3 separate regions of the Sus scrofa genome follow, and regions 1 and 2 are each linked to region 3. The links are chromatin contacts, called in public Hi-C maps. All regions are on one chromosome and are shown on one strand. The core of a region is the stretch at or near the end of the contact, and the rest is flanking DNA. Distances in the headings are between cores, read along the strand shown.

What was found. Hi-C and Micro-C count contacts between places; a contact is called where the count stands out from the background.
Region 1: a contact with region 3 is called in a Hi-C map of liver, with 3 times the contacts expected there. The contact joins the promoter of NPC1 here to the promoter of CABLES1 in region 3. A contact is called at or near these places in 1 of 5 promoter capture datasets (liver), 4 of 47 Hi-C or Micro-C datasets (embryonic fibroblasts, heart right ventricle, liver and 1 more) and 2 of 2 datasets of contacts at active chromatin or transcription factors (alveolar macrophages and skeletal muscle).
Region 2: a contact with region 3 is called in a Hi-C map of liver, with 10 times the contacts expected there. The contact joins the promoter of C6H18orf8 here to the promoter of CABLES1 in region 3. A contact is called at or near these places in 1 of 5 promoter capture datasets (liver), 2 of 47 Hi-C or Micro-C datasets (liver and mesenteric adipose tissue) and 1 of 2 datasets of contacts at active chromatin or transcription factors (alveolar macrophages).

The regions. Positions count from the first base shown.
Region 1 is chr6:108,448,909-108,452,500 of Sscrofa11.1, reverse strand. NPC1 (NPC intracellular cholesterol transporter 1) reads left to right here and starts at 2,015. Exons shown (of 26, transcript NM_214322.1): 1 at 2,015-2,159. The coding sequence starts at 2,103.
Region 2 is chr6:108,374,624-108,378,725 of Sscrofa11.1, reverse strand. C6H18orf8 reads right to left here and starts at 1,963. Exons shown (of 18, transcript XM_021096181.1): 1 at 1,691-1,963; 2 at 764-840. The coding sequence starts at 1,792.
Region 3 is chr6:108,115,014-108,118,731 of Sscrofa11.1, reverse strand. It overlaps CABLES1 (CDK5 and ABL1 enzyme substrate 1), which reads right to left and starts at 2,388. Exons shown (of 10, transcript XM_021097743.1): 1 at 1,411-2,388. The coding sequence starts at 2,288. LOC106510679 (a long non-coding RNA gene) reads left to right here and starts at 1,489. Exons shown (of 5, transcript XR_002345445.1): 1 at 1,489-1,611; 2 at 3,175-3,368.

The sequences.
Region 1 (3,592 bases), core at 766-3,265, 330 kb before region 3:
CTTGTAGAAGTAGATTATGAGCAACTTTTTTTCCTTTACACACCTTAAAACAATTTTCAGAGAGGGAGAAAATGCACCACTATGATTATCCATAATGGAGGATCATAAATGATATTTTCTTGTAAATTGTAAACTTTTGTGTATTTTTCAAAGTTTCTATTACTATTCAAAGTAATTTGTAAGCATGGATTACTTTATCAACAACAAAAAAATCTTTTAAATATATGATCATTTATTTTTCAAATATATGCTAGGCTTTTGGGTACTGTTGAAGCTGTACAAAAAACAAAAGCAGAAAAAAAAATATGTCTAAAAAATCTTTTTGTTATTATTTTGGAGAATAGTGGACATAATTTGTCCAGTATCAAAATTTCTGCCCATCCCAGAAATATCTCATACGGTGCTTTGAAGTTTCCTTCACTCAGGAGGGCTGGTTAAACCACAAAGAACTGGCTTCACTTCCTAGAGTTTCTGATTCAGAGCATCCAGGGTGGAGCCCATAACTTGAATTTCTAACAGATCCCCAGGTGGTGCTGCTGCCAATGGTTCAGTAATAGCATTTTTTTTTGGCGGCCCCTGGGGCCAGGAATGGAAACCATGCCACAGAAGGGACCCTAGCCCATGCAGTGACAATGCCGGATCCTTAACCTGCTGAGTCACAAGGGAACTCCTCAGTAACAATATTTTCAGTACCTCTGCAGGAAGCCTGATACTTGATCATCAGGGCGAGCACTAAGAGCCTGAGAGCAAGCAGTGCATGAGGCTAGGAGGTCATCATGGAAGATCTAGGGCTGATGGTCCAGAGGAGATTCCTATAGTTTCAATACCCAGCCAGTTACGTGGACTTTTCAGAGCAGGCAGAGGCGGTCGGGAGGCAAGTCAGTGACTGAATCAGCCACTTTGTAGAGTAGGAATGAGAACATCAGCTGTATCGTGGTCCTAACTCAATTGGAGTTGATCATTGCTACAGATGGATAGTCAACCTTTTCATTGTAAATTGGCTTCTACTGTGGGAAGAAGAAATTCTTTCCTCCATTTCCTTAACTACAAAATCGAAATGACTTATGCTTTTGAGTGCTCTTAATAATTGAAACCTGAGGAGAAATGTTACCAGAAATGAATATAATAATAATAGGTATTAAAACCAAAAAAGATTATCTCAACCAAGTGTAAGACTCAAAACCCAAGATGCTTCTTTTTTTTTACTTTCGTGATAGTTCACCTAGAACCTAAAGGACTCTAGTCCCACCCACCAGGGGTGATTTGGGGGTGGAGGGGGCTCTTGTTCCGGCCGCCGGTTCTCTGTCACGCTCGGTTCCCCCAGCAGATGGTGCAGTTCTAGCGCTTTTACAAAATGGGCTGAGCAGATAGAAAACAGAGATTGGGTAGCTCAGAGGCATCGCCCACTGCCACGCTCCGCCCATCGAACTGTCAGATCACAACACTGTCAGGCCACTACGTGGCACCGCCCCCAGCTTTGCTAGAAGTGTCCAGACACGGGTTTCCTTTTGGGTGACTGGGTTTGGAAGAAAAGCTTGCTCCGGGTGCTAACTGGGGACGAAGTAAACACATATTCCTCTGAGAAGTGGGGTCTCCATTGAGAAAACGGTCCCCAAGCATTCCCATTTACTAAAACCTTCTCGTCCACAGTCTCCAATCCAGGAAAGACAAAAAGGGGAGAAATGAGTTGAAGCATCAAACCCACACATCGATGGGACAACTCAGAAATATCCTTTTCAGGCCGGATTCCAAAGGTTCAGCGGCTCAAGTCGGGGCGTCCCCAACCCCTTGACGTGCCCCCAGGCGCAGCAGGGCGGAGAAGCGCAGAGCCGGCACTTGGGAGGGTGCCGTGGCCTCACGAGGTCGGGTCCCGCTTAGCCCCGCCCCTGTCCCGCCCAAGACGAGTCCAGGGCGTCCCGGCAGTGGCTCCACCCAGAAGTGGGAGGGGCCGACGACGCCTTCCTTCCTGACCTGCGCGCGCAGCCAGCCGGCTCTGGTGTCTGTTCCCTCCCTCAGCCGGCGCGGCAGCCTGAGACGTCTCGGGACGCTGAACCGGACTGCCAGCTGAACCTCGGACGTCCGCCGCCCGGCGTCGCGGCAGCATGAGCGCGCGCGGCCCGGCCTTCGGCCTCCTCCTGCTGCTGCTCTGCCCTGTGCAGGTGAGCGGATGTCCGCGACCTGGGCGGGCTCTGGGGGATGTAGTGGGGCCGCGAATCGGGGAGGGTGGCGGGCTGTGCTGCGGCTTAGACGCCTCCGGTCCCAGAGGGGACCAGCCGCTGGGCGGCTGAAGAAGTTGGTCTAGCGGTGGAGCTCCTGGAGATGCCCCCCGCCCACCTCTCCCGTGCCTTCTGTCCACGCACATTTCCCTGTGGTCTGGAAGATGGCTACTGAAAGCTGCCTGTTTGACCTGTCTTGAACCCATTCCACCTGTGGTCACCTAATTTATGGGTTTAGGATGTGGAATCAGAGGGAAGGAGGAAAGTGGGTAGAGAGGGTAGGGTTCTTATTTAGTCTGCCTTTTTCCTCCTCTTAATTCTGCCACATGCACACGAATTCTTTATAAATTTATTTAGAAGATCTGACCACTTTATGTTTCTTTTTCTCCTTCCCTAAAGCTGAGGGTGGGAGAGGAGGTAAAGGAAACTATCCATTTAGGCACCAAATTGGAGCAGACCTAAGTACTTTATGTATGTCAGTGTGATCTTCTAAAGAGCGCAAGTGACTTCTTATCCGCTCCCTTTACGTCTTGAGAAACAGGCTCACAGGTGTAGTGGCCATTGAATTTCGTCTTGTCACATTACTAGCTCTGGAGAGAATGGGGCCTGGAGCTCCGAGTCCTGACTCCCTGGGTCGGCTTTCCTTTGGTTTAATAGCCTTGGGCCTCAGCCCTTGCTGCTGTTTGTGTCTAGAGTGTTCTCTTTTAAAACTGTGGAAGTCAGGGGGAATGTCTAAGGATGTAGTGCTGATTAAACCAGATCCAGATGAAGGAATGAGCCTCTGGAATCCCCTGCCCTGGTGCCCACTCATGGGTGTGTCAGTGATGAGGGGTTAGTGAGTCATAGGGGAAAGCAAACGAAGGGGTTTCCTGTACTAGAAAAACCTCTCCTTGGACTTCTGCATCCTTCTCAGAAGGAGACAGGTGGTGCTGACCCAGGAGAGGCCTCCTGGCTGTGCCTGCGGTGGGGGGCTCACCCTTCTGGTGCCTGGATGTGATGGGAGGCGGAGGAAAGCAAGTTTCAGGCAGGTGGTTTGGAATGGGGTCAGCTGGTAGACCACCTGCTGGCTCTTGGGCTTTGCACACTTTATTCTTTCAAGTCTAATGTTTTCCGAAGATAAATAATACCTCACATGACTAGTAATGTGATATGTGGAGAGACCTCATCACTGTAGTAAAAACTCAGGAAATAGTAGCAGTTAGTTGCTTTGAAAATAGAGTGATTCAGTTTCCCTTGAGTTTTAGGTCAGGGTCTAATAGGCAGGCTTTGCATTGCTAAGTAGCTTTTATCTCGGAAATCCTTTTACCTCAAGGTAGTGGCCAAGGCTGATGGCCAGTGAGGGCCTCTTCTCCTAGGACTTTTGAGACAGGTCAGAA
Region 2 (4,102 bases), core at 714-3,213, 260 kb before region 3:
TTTGTTAACCACTGCGACACAACGGGAACTCCTGATTCATTTTCTACTTCAAAAACTGTTTCCTATTAACATGGGCCAAATTTAAAATGTTTTCGAAGTCACCACTGAATTGAGCGCCGACACTGTACTTTCTCCCCTTCTGTAATCACAAGGGTTAAGGTGACCAGATAGTTTATCACCCAAATTGAGATACTGCTGAAAGTGAAAGGGGCTGCTATTCATAATTACACTGGTTCAACTTGCATAAACTGGGGCATCCAGCCACCTTCAGCCTAGTGGAAGCTGAGATTTTAATATACATTATGACATGGGAAGCAATGACCCAGAAATCTTCTCTGCCTCCCAAACACTCTGGAAAGACCCTGGGCCAAAAGAGGAAATGCAGGCCCTCCTTTGTCAAGAAACCAGAAACAGACACATCAATGCCCTGCATGGTTAATTTCAAGTGCCAGGAAGTAGGTGCCTTACATTGGTGTAGCTGGATCCCAAAACAACAGGGAAGGACTCCATACGAAGTGCTAGGGCATGCCACCAAGACTGCCCTGCAGGTGTCTGCTTTCCTCTTCCTAAAGATAGCGGTGTGCCCCCCATCCCCATGCCCCCATCCGTTCCCACCCCACCCCCCACCCCTGCCGCCACACAGACTTAAGATCTCTTAGGGAAGACAAAGCACAACATTTAAAACCTTTTTTTGAAAGAGAAACAAAAATAAACACACCATCTTGTTCCCAGATAGAAATATCCTGAAAACGTCAATAGATACCTAAATGAGATGGGGTTTCTGTCATCTGGGCCTTTAACTACCACGCCAGTAGCTCCACCAGATCGAACAGCAAAAACCTGAGAGGGAAAAGCAGCAACGTTAATGGTTCGAACTTTGAAAGGCTCTAGACACACATACCTACCTGTAATGATGATTTCTGCTACACCCCAACCTTGGTTCAACTAAACTAACGCGCGGCACGTATCAATCGCAGATGTCTGGTGCCGGCATGAATTTTAAGAAATAGAGACCAAAAGAGGCTACCATTCCTGGGCAAGACCGGGTTGGTCCAGAGGCTGCAAGGTGGGTTTTTTTGTGTTTTGTTTCGTTTTGTCTAATTGTTATTTCCCCAACACAATTTTTTTTCTACTGTACAGCATGGTGACCCAGTTACACATACATGTACACATTCTATTGTCTCACATCATCATGTTCCATCACAAGTGACTAGACATCCGAGGAGGCTGCAAGTTTTAATCCGTCTCTGCAAAGGCGCCGCGGATGCACTTAGGCACACCCTGCTTATCCGCCACCCTACTCCCCCTACCTTTAAATTCCGGTAATAAAGAAAACCTGAGGATCTAAATCTTTGAAACGGAACGGATGGCAAAGAGACAACAAACGGCGCCGGGGAAAGATCCGCTTGCTAATAGATGACCACAGCGGCCGGGGGGGGGGGGGGCAGGGTCGGTGCGGCGGGGGGGTGTCCACCCGAGCTGTCACTTCGGGGGCGAAAGCCCCGGCCGCAGCGGAGCCTGGTCCCTCGGCCACCCCACAGGAAAGGCCTGATGAGGGTCCCGCGCCCGCACTGCAGGGGAGGCCCAAGGCCTGGTCGCCCGGCGCCCGGCCCCGACGCGCGGGACACCGGTGAGGTGACGGCAGGGCGCGCGGCGCTGCGCGGGGAACAAGGCGAGGGCCTGCCCAAACCTGCTTGTTGGCCTCATCGAAGAAGACGCAGTTGACCGGGTTCGCCTTCTCGAAGTGCACCGGCCGCTCGCACAGCTCCAGGTAGTAGTTCTCCTCGCCCATAGCGGGAGCCGCGGCAGCGGCGGGGGATCCAGAGGCTGCCGCCAGCGTGAAGCTGAGTGAGAGGTGCCGGGCGCTGGGAAACCGGCTGTGCAGCAGAGGCGAAGGGGACAGCGGGGGAGGTGGCGACCTCAAGGGCCTGGAGGCTTCTTCCTGGTGCCACGCCCCCAGCCTCTAGCACGTGATCATCGGCTCTACGCGCTTAAACTGGCGACGGCCGGCCCGCCCGCTGCGGTGGGGCCCACCAGCCGAGACCACGCCCCTTTCTGCTCGGGAGGCTCCTCCCCTTTCCGGGTGCGGATGGCTGCAGACTGCAGCGTAAACCCGGAAGCCCAGGTGCCTAGGGCGGTTTCCTGGGTTGCGGATCCCAGCCAAACTAACCCTGGAGTTAGCGAAGCTTGGCTCTTACTCTGTCTTGGGAAGTTTGCTTAGGGCCTGATGCTCGCGTGGGGCAGGGCTGCCCCGCACCCACACACCGGGTCTGGAGAAAACATCCTTTCTCTCGGGAGGGCTTCTTGAGCCTGCCTCTGGAAGCTTAGTAAGGGAGATGAGTGCTATGGTCGGCACCCAGATGCTGTGACCAGGCAACGGGAAAACCTGTTTTTTAGATTGCGGGTCAGAAAGCCATTTTTGATGGCTTTGACATTTAGTGGGGAGTAGGTGTGGAAGCTCCTCTCCAAGGGATAGAGACAGAGCTGGAAGGCAAGAAGGGAAGATCACGAATGACACCTAAGTGTCTATTCTCAACAACATGATGGATTTTTTTTTTTTTAAAGGGCTGCACCGGCAGCATATGGAAGTTCCCAGGCCAGGGGTCTAATCAGAGCTGCAGCTCCCAGCCTAGCCACAGCCACAGCAGCTTGGGGTTCCAGAAGGTCTTCGACCTACACCACAGCTCACCACAACACCCGGATCCTTAACCCACTGAGCAAGGCCAGGAATCAAACCCATATCCTCATGGATACTAGTCGGGTTACCGCTGAGCCACTACAAGAACTCCCACCTGATGGATTTTGTCACCATTAGGATATTGAAGCTTGGAGTTCCCGTTGTGGCTCAGCGGTAATGAACCCGACTAGGATGCATGAGGATGTGGGTTCAATCCCTGGCCTCGCTCAGTGGGTTAAGGATCCAGCATTGCCATGAGCTGTGGTGTAGATTCCAGACCTGGTGTTGCTGTGGCTGTGGTGTAGGCTGGCAGCTGTAGCTCCAATTCAGCCCCCAGCCTGGGAACTTCCATGTGCAGTGGTGCAGCCCTAAAAAGAAAAAAAAAAAAAAAAAAAAGATATGAGGCTTGAGAAGTTTGGCAGGGAATATCAGGAGTTGAGTTTTGGACATGTGAATCCAAGGAGAAATGACAGCTACACAACTAGGATATATAGGCCTAAAGCTCATCAGAAGAGTGACAGAACTGGAGATAGACATTAGGAGTTATTGGAATATACATGGTATTTGAAGCCATGGTATTGCAAAGGCTCTACTATGACAGGAGAATGAAACACACACACACACACACACACACACACACACAAAACCAACCTTTAGAGGCCAGGTCCAGGAATTGGTAAAGGAGAATGAGGAGAGCCTGCCAGGGAAGTAGACAGAAAACCAGGGAGGGATTTGTCTCTGGAGGAAGTTCAGTGCGCTTTGACAAAGTCTTCGAGAAGGGAGCTAAGGAGAGCACTGAAAAGTGGCCTCTGTTTTTACCCCAGGGGTGTTTCCAAAGGAACATCATTGCTGCAGGGGTGGGAGGTGGAAGTGAGAATGGGAAGTGAGAACAGGGTGATAGCCAGCGAAAAATCCATCGTAACTGTACTGGAGATTCTTGCCTCTGAGGGGAGAAGAGGGATGGAGGTAGTGGTGGCTCTGGGTGGAAGGATGTAGGGATGAGTTAGGTATTTTAAATGAAAGTAAGAGCAAGGCTGTTCCAACTCTACTTCGCGTAAGAACCATGCAAGTCTGGTGTGGTGGCCAGGAGTTTGCAGAACCCAGGGACCCTGAGGCAGAGTTGGAGGACCACGTCTATGAACAGTGGACCAAAGCATCTTGGCATGGAAGGAAATGGGATATGCAGAGAAGAGGAGTATCCAGACAAGAGGAGGTGGGGTGAGACCAAGAGTTAGGGGAGCTGGGGGGGTTACACGTGGAAGATGGAGGCATTCGTCTCCCTACAAAATAATAACAAAGGAAAGAAAAGAAAAACAAAACTTGCTCCTTTAAGGCCCTTACTAGCTGGCTGTGCCTGACCTGCCTCTGTCATCTATTAACCAGGATTACAGCATCCTTCCACCACTTCCTGCCATCACCTACCAG
Region 3 (3,718 bases), core at 1,139-3,638:
AAACTGCTGAGGCCACACAACTTGCCCAGAAAGGAAGGGATGCCCCTCCCCTCCTGTGCGCTGGCCCGCTAATGGAGAGATGCATGCTCTGACAAGAAAGGCCAGGCCCAGATTGTCACCTGGGCCCAGTGTCGCTAATCATCCTCTCAGTCAGAAGGCTGCCCGTGTGCGTTTGCACTAGGATGTGACACACGGAGCAGGGTCTTGATTTCACCACTTGGGAAGAAAGACTGAGAACAAAATTCTGGAGGAGCCCTGTTTGCTCTTCCCCTTCTGTCCATGGCGGCGCAGGGGCGGGGGTGTGTGTGTTTTAAGTTTTCCAACAGGCCACCTTCTTACTTAGGCCAGTAAGTGTCCAGATGAGCATTAGAGGAGGAAGCTGTAACAGAAAGGTTCTCCCTTCTGGTCTTGAGGCCTGCAACATGTTGGCAAGGTCCCATGCCAGAAGGGGAAACTGAGGCCCCAGGATGCTCAAATAACTGAACCATGGGAGCCTCTAGGTTACTACTAACTTCACAGGTGGGCTTCCTAGGTGACAAGTCAAGATGCTCCCAACCAGAGAACAGGCCTACACTTCCTCACTCTCTCCCAACCAACAGTCCCACTGTCTCACACAGACCTAACTCCCAAGGGGTCTCTGGAACTAGCAGAGACAAGCTCCAGCTATTTCCAGAACAATAAGCAAATGTCCAATATTTCATATTGTTGCTAAGATGCAGGATACCTGCAGGGGACTTCAGCGAGCAAACACAATCACCTTTTCACTAATTTCAGCAAATTCATCTTGGAATGGAAAAAAGAAGCCTCAAACCCTATTTCTTCCCTGTGCCCCATCCTGGTTCAAAGAAACCTAAGAAGGGTTTGCTTCTCTTGGAAAAGCAAAGGGTTTCCCTGGGACACATTCCCTGGGACTGAAATACTTTGAGCGCAGGCACAACTTCTCAGGAGGAATTCACGGCGTGTTCGCGACAAGTTCAGGCTCACACGCGCCGCTCTGCCGCTGGCCGGACCCACTGCTCCACTTTTCGCCCCGCCTAGCCTTGCCTGGCGTGGGAGAGAGCGTCTCTGGGTCCGGATTGGGTTCCTGGAAGTCCGTGCTCTCCTTGTAATGGGAGGTTTTGGTGCCGCTTTTCAATGGGCGCCCTTAAGCCCTAAATCCAGAGACCCACTGCCTGAGCATGGTGCCTCTGCTTTGGCTCTGTGAATGCCTGGCTCGTGCACACACGTGTGAACACACACACTCCCCGGAGACCATCCCTCTTCCGCGTACCCTTGTAGTTTGGAATTCGCGCCAGAAGCCCTGGGATCCGGCGGGGCGCGGGAAAGTGGGAACGACCCGTGTCCCGCAGCACAGAGCCGGCCGGGAGGGACGCGAGATAAGGCGCGCGCGGCGGCGTCCAGGTTACTCACCGGGACCTCTGCAGCTGTTCAAAGGCGCTGGTGCTGCCTCCCTGGCCCGGCTGCTCCAGAGAGCAATAGTTCTGCGAAGTCTGCCTGGAGAAGGCGATGGGCAGGATTCCCTGAGTGAACGAGTTGAGGCGGCCTCGACTGCCGCTCCCACTCCCGGGAGTCCCGGAGCCCAAGAAGGCGGCCGCCGGCACCTGCACGCTGGTAAAGGCATCGTCCTCCTCCAACTCCTCCTGCCCGGCGCCCCCGGGCCCGTTGGGCAGCTGCGGCTGAACGCAGGCGGCGAGAAGCGCGGGCCGGGGCAGCTGCAGTTGCTCTCCCGACGCCCGGCCCGCGCCCAGGGAGCTCGCGAACCCTCGGGACGCCCCAGGGCCGAGCGCGGTCGCGTAGCCGCCAGGGACCAGGGGCGGCAGCGGCGACGGCGGCGGGAGGTAGGGGCCGGATCCAGCTGCCAATGCCGCCGCTGTGCCCGCCACTGCAAGCGCGCTGCAGCCGCCCCGCTCGGCGGCGGCGAGCAGACTGAGCCGAGTCCTCGCGCCGCAGGCGCTGCCGGCTCCGGGCTTGACCCCACCGCTCTCCTCGCTGCCAGCCCACTCCTCATCTTGCAGCGGCGGCCGTCCGTCTAAAGAGATATTGGTGAGGAAGGAGAGGGCAGCCTGGCGGCGCCGAGGGTCCATGCGTGGCTTCCTGGGGGGGTCGGGCGGCGGCTGCCGCGGCTGGGCCGGCGCGGCGGCCGCGGGCTGGGGCGGCTGCGGCGGCGGCTGCGGCAATCTGCTGGTGCCCGTGGCGTCGGTGCCGGCGCTGCTGCTGCTGCTGCTGCTGCCGCTGCTGCGGACGGCCGTGCCGGCGGTGGCGGCCGTGGTGGCGGCAGTCGCCGCCATTGTGTCCGTCTGTGGCGATATTTCCGCGATGCCCCGAGAAGCGAGCGGCGCCCGAGTGCTAAGCGGCGGGCGCGAGCGCCGGTGACCCGGGCTGGGCAGGGCGCGGGGCGCGGGCGGCGTGCGCGGCGGCCCGGCCCCCCAGCGGGCGGGCCATGCTCACCCCTCGGTGCTCCGGCGCGGGGCGCCGCCGCCCCGGCCCACGCGCGCGGCTCGCTGGCTCGCTGGCTCCCTGGCCGTCTGCCCGCCCGCGAGCAGCCTGAGCATTCGGTCCCAGGCCTTCCCCGCCCGCGAGGTCTCCGGCTCACGGGCCCCAGTGTCCGTATTTATAGGTGCGCGCGCCCCGCGCTCGCGCTCCGAAGAGCTCTTTGCAAAAACAGTATCACGTGTGGGGAATGAAACCTGGGAGGAAAACAAAGCCGCAGGCGGCGGCCGCAGAGACAGGCGGCAGAAGGCGGGGGCCGGAGGAGGAGGAAAAAGAGAAGGAGGAAGGGAAAGCCAAGAGGGTGGCGGGGCGGGGGTCGGAAGGGCGGTCAAGGTAGTCGGAGCTTCCTGCGGGGAGAATTGGTGGCTCCCAGGGCGCGCGCCCAGGTAAGGGTGGCGAGCACGTTTCCCCGCCCCTCTTGGATTGGGAATTGGGGGCGCGAGCAGAACCCCTTGAGTCACTGCGTGAGGATGTGGGCCCCGGAGGGTTGAGGGTCTGAAGAACAATTAATTGGAGCGACTCAGAGATTTGGCCCTCGAGCTTGTTTACTGTATTCCGCGCTGCAGTTGGGCCCAGAGAAATAGTCTTTGTTAATAGTTATGCGGGTAGGGCAGTGTAACTATGTGGACAGTCCCACCTTAAAGCTGTTGGTAACTGTTGAGTTTGTGTCTCATTCATTCTCAGACTGAAGATGCAGTCCCTGATACAAATGCACACCCCGGGATGCATAAGAGCCCAGGCGCACGAACGTCATCCATGTGGCCAGACCAACTGACACCATTTGATGGTGCTGTCACTTCTCATCTCTTTCTTAGCAAAGGCTCACATAAATTTCTACTTTGGCCCAGAAACGTACTCCGTTTTCCATGAAGACCAAGGTAAGCTAAGATGGCCTCACACCCTTTTCCACTTGTCATCTTTTTCTTCCATATAAACTGGAAACAATAGGCACAGTTACTTTCTGTCATTTATTTCATAAACATCCGCTTGGCACCTACCATACCTTCTATTAATATGGGTACCTGTCCAAGGACGTGATGAGCCTTCCAGAGCTGCAACGCTAGATCTGGGAGGACTCACAGTATATTGTACCCCAGCCTCACCCCAACAAATGCCTGTCCTGGAGTGGGAGCGGGAGGGTAGGTTACCATGAGCCATCTGAAAACACGTTCAGATTCTCCTATTTGGTTTGGGTGACCTACCAAACGCAATAGAAACAATTGTCACA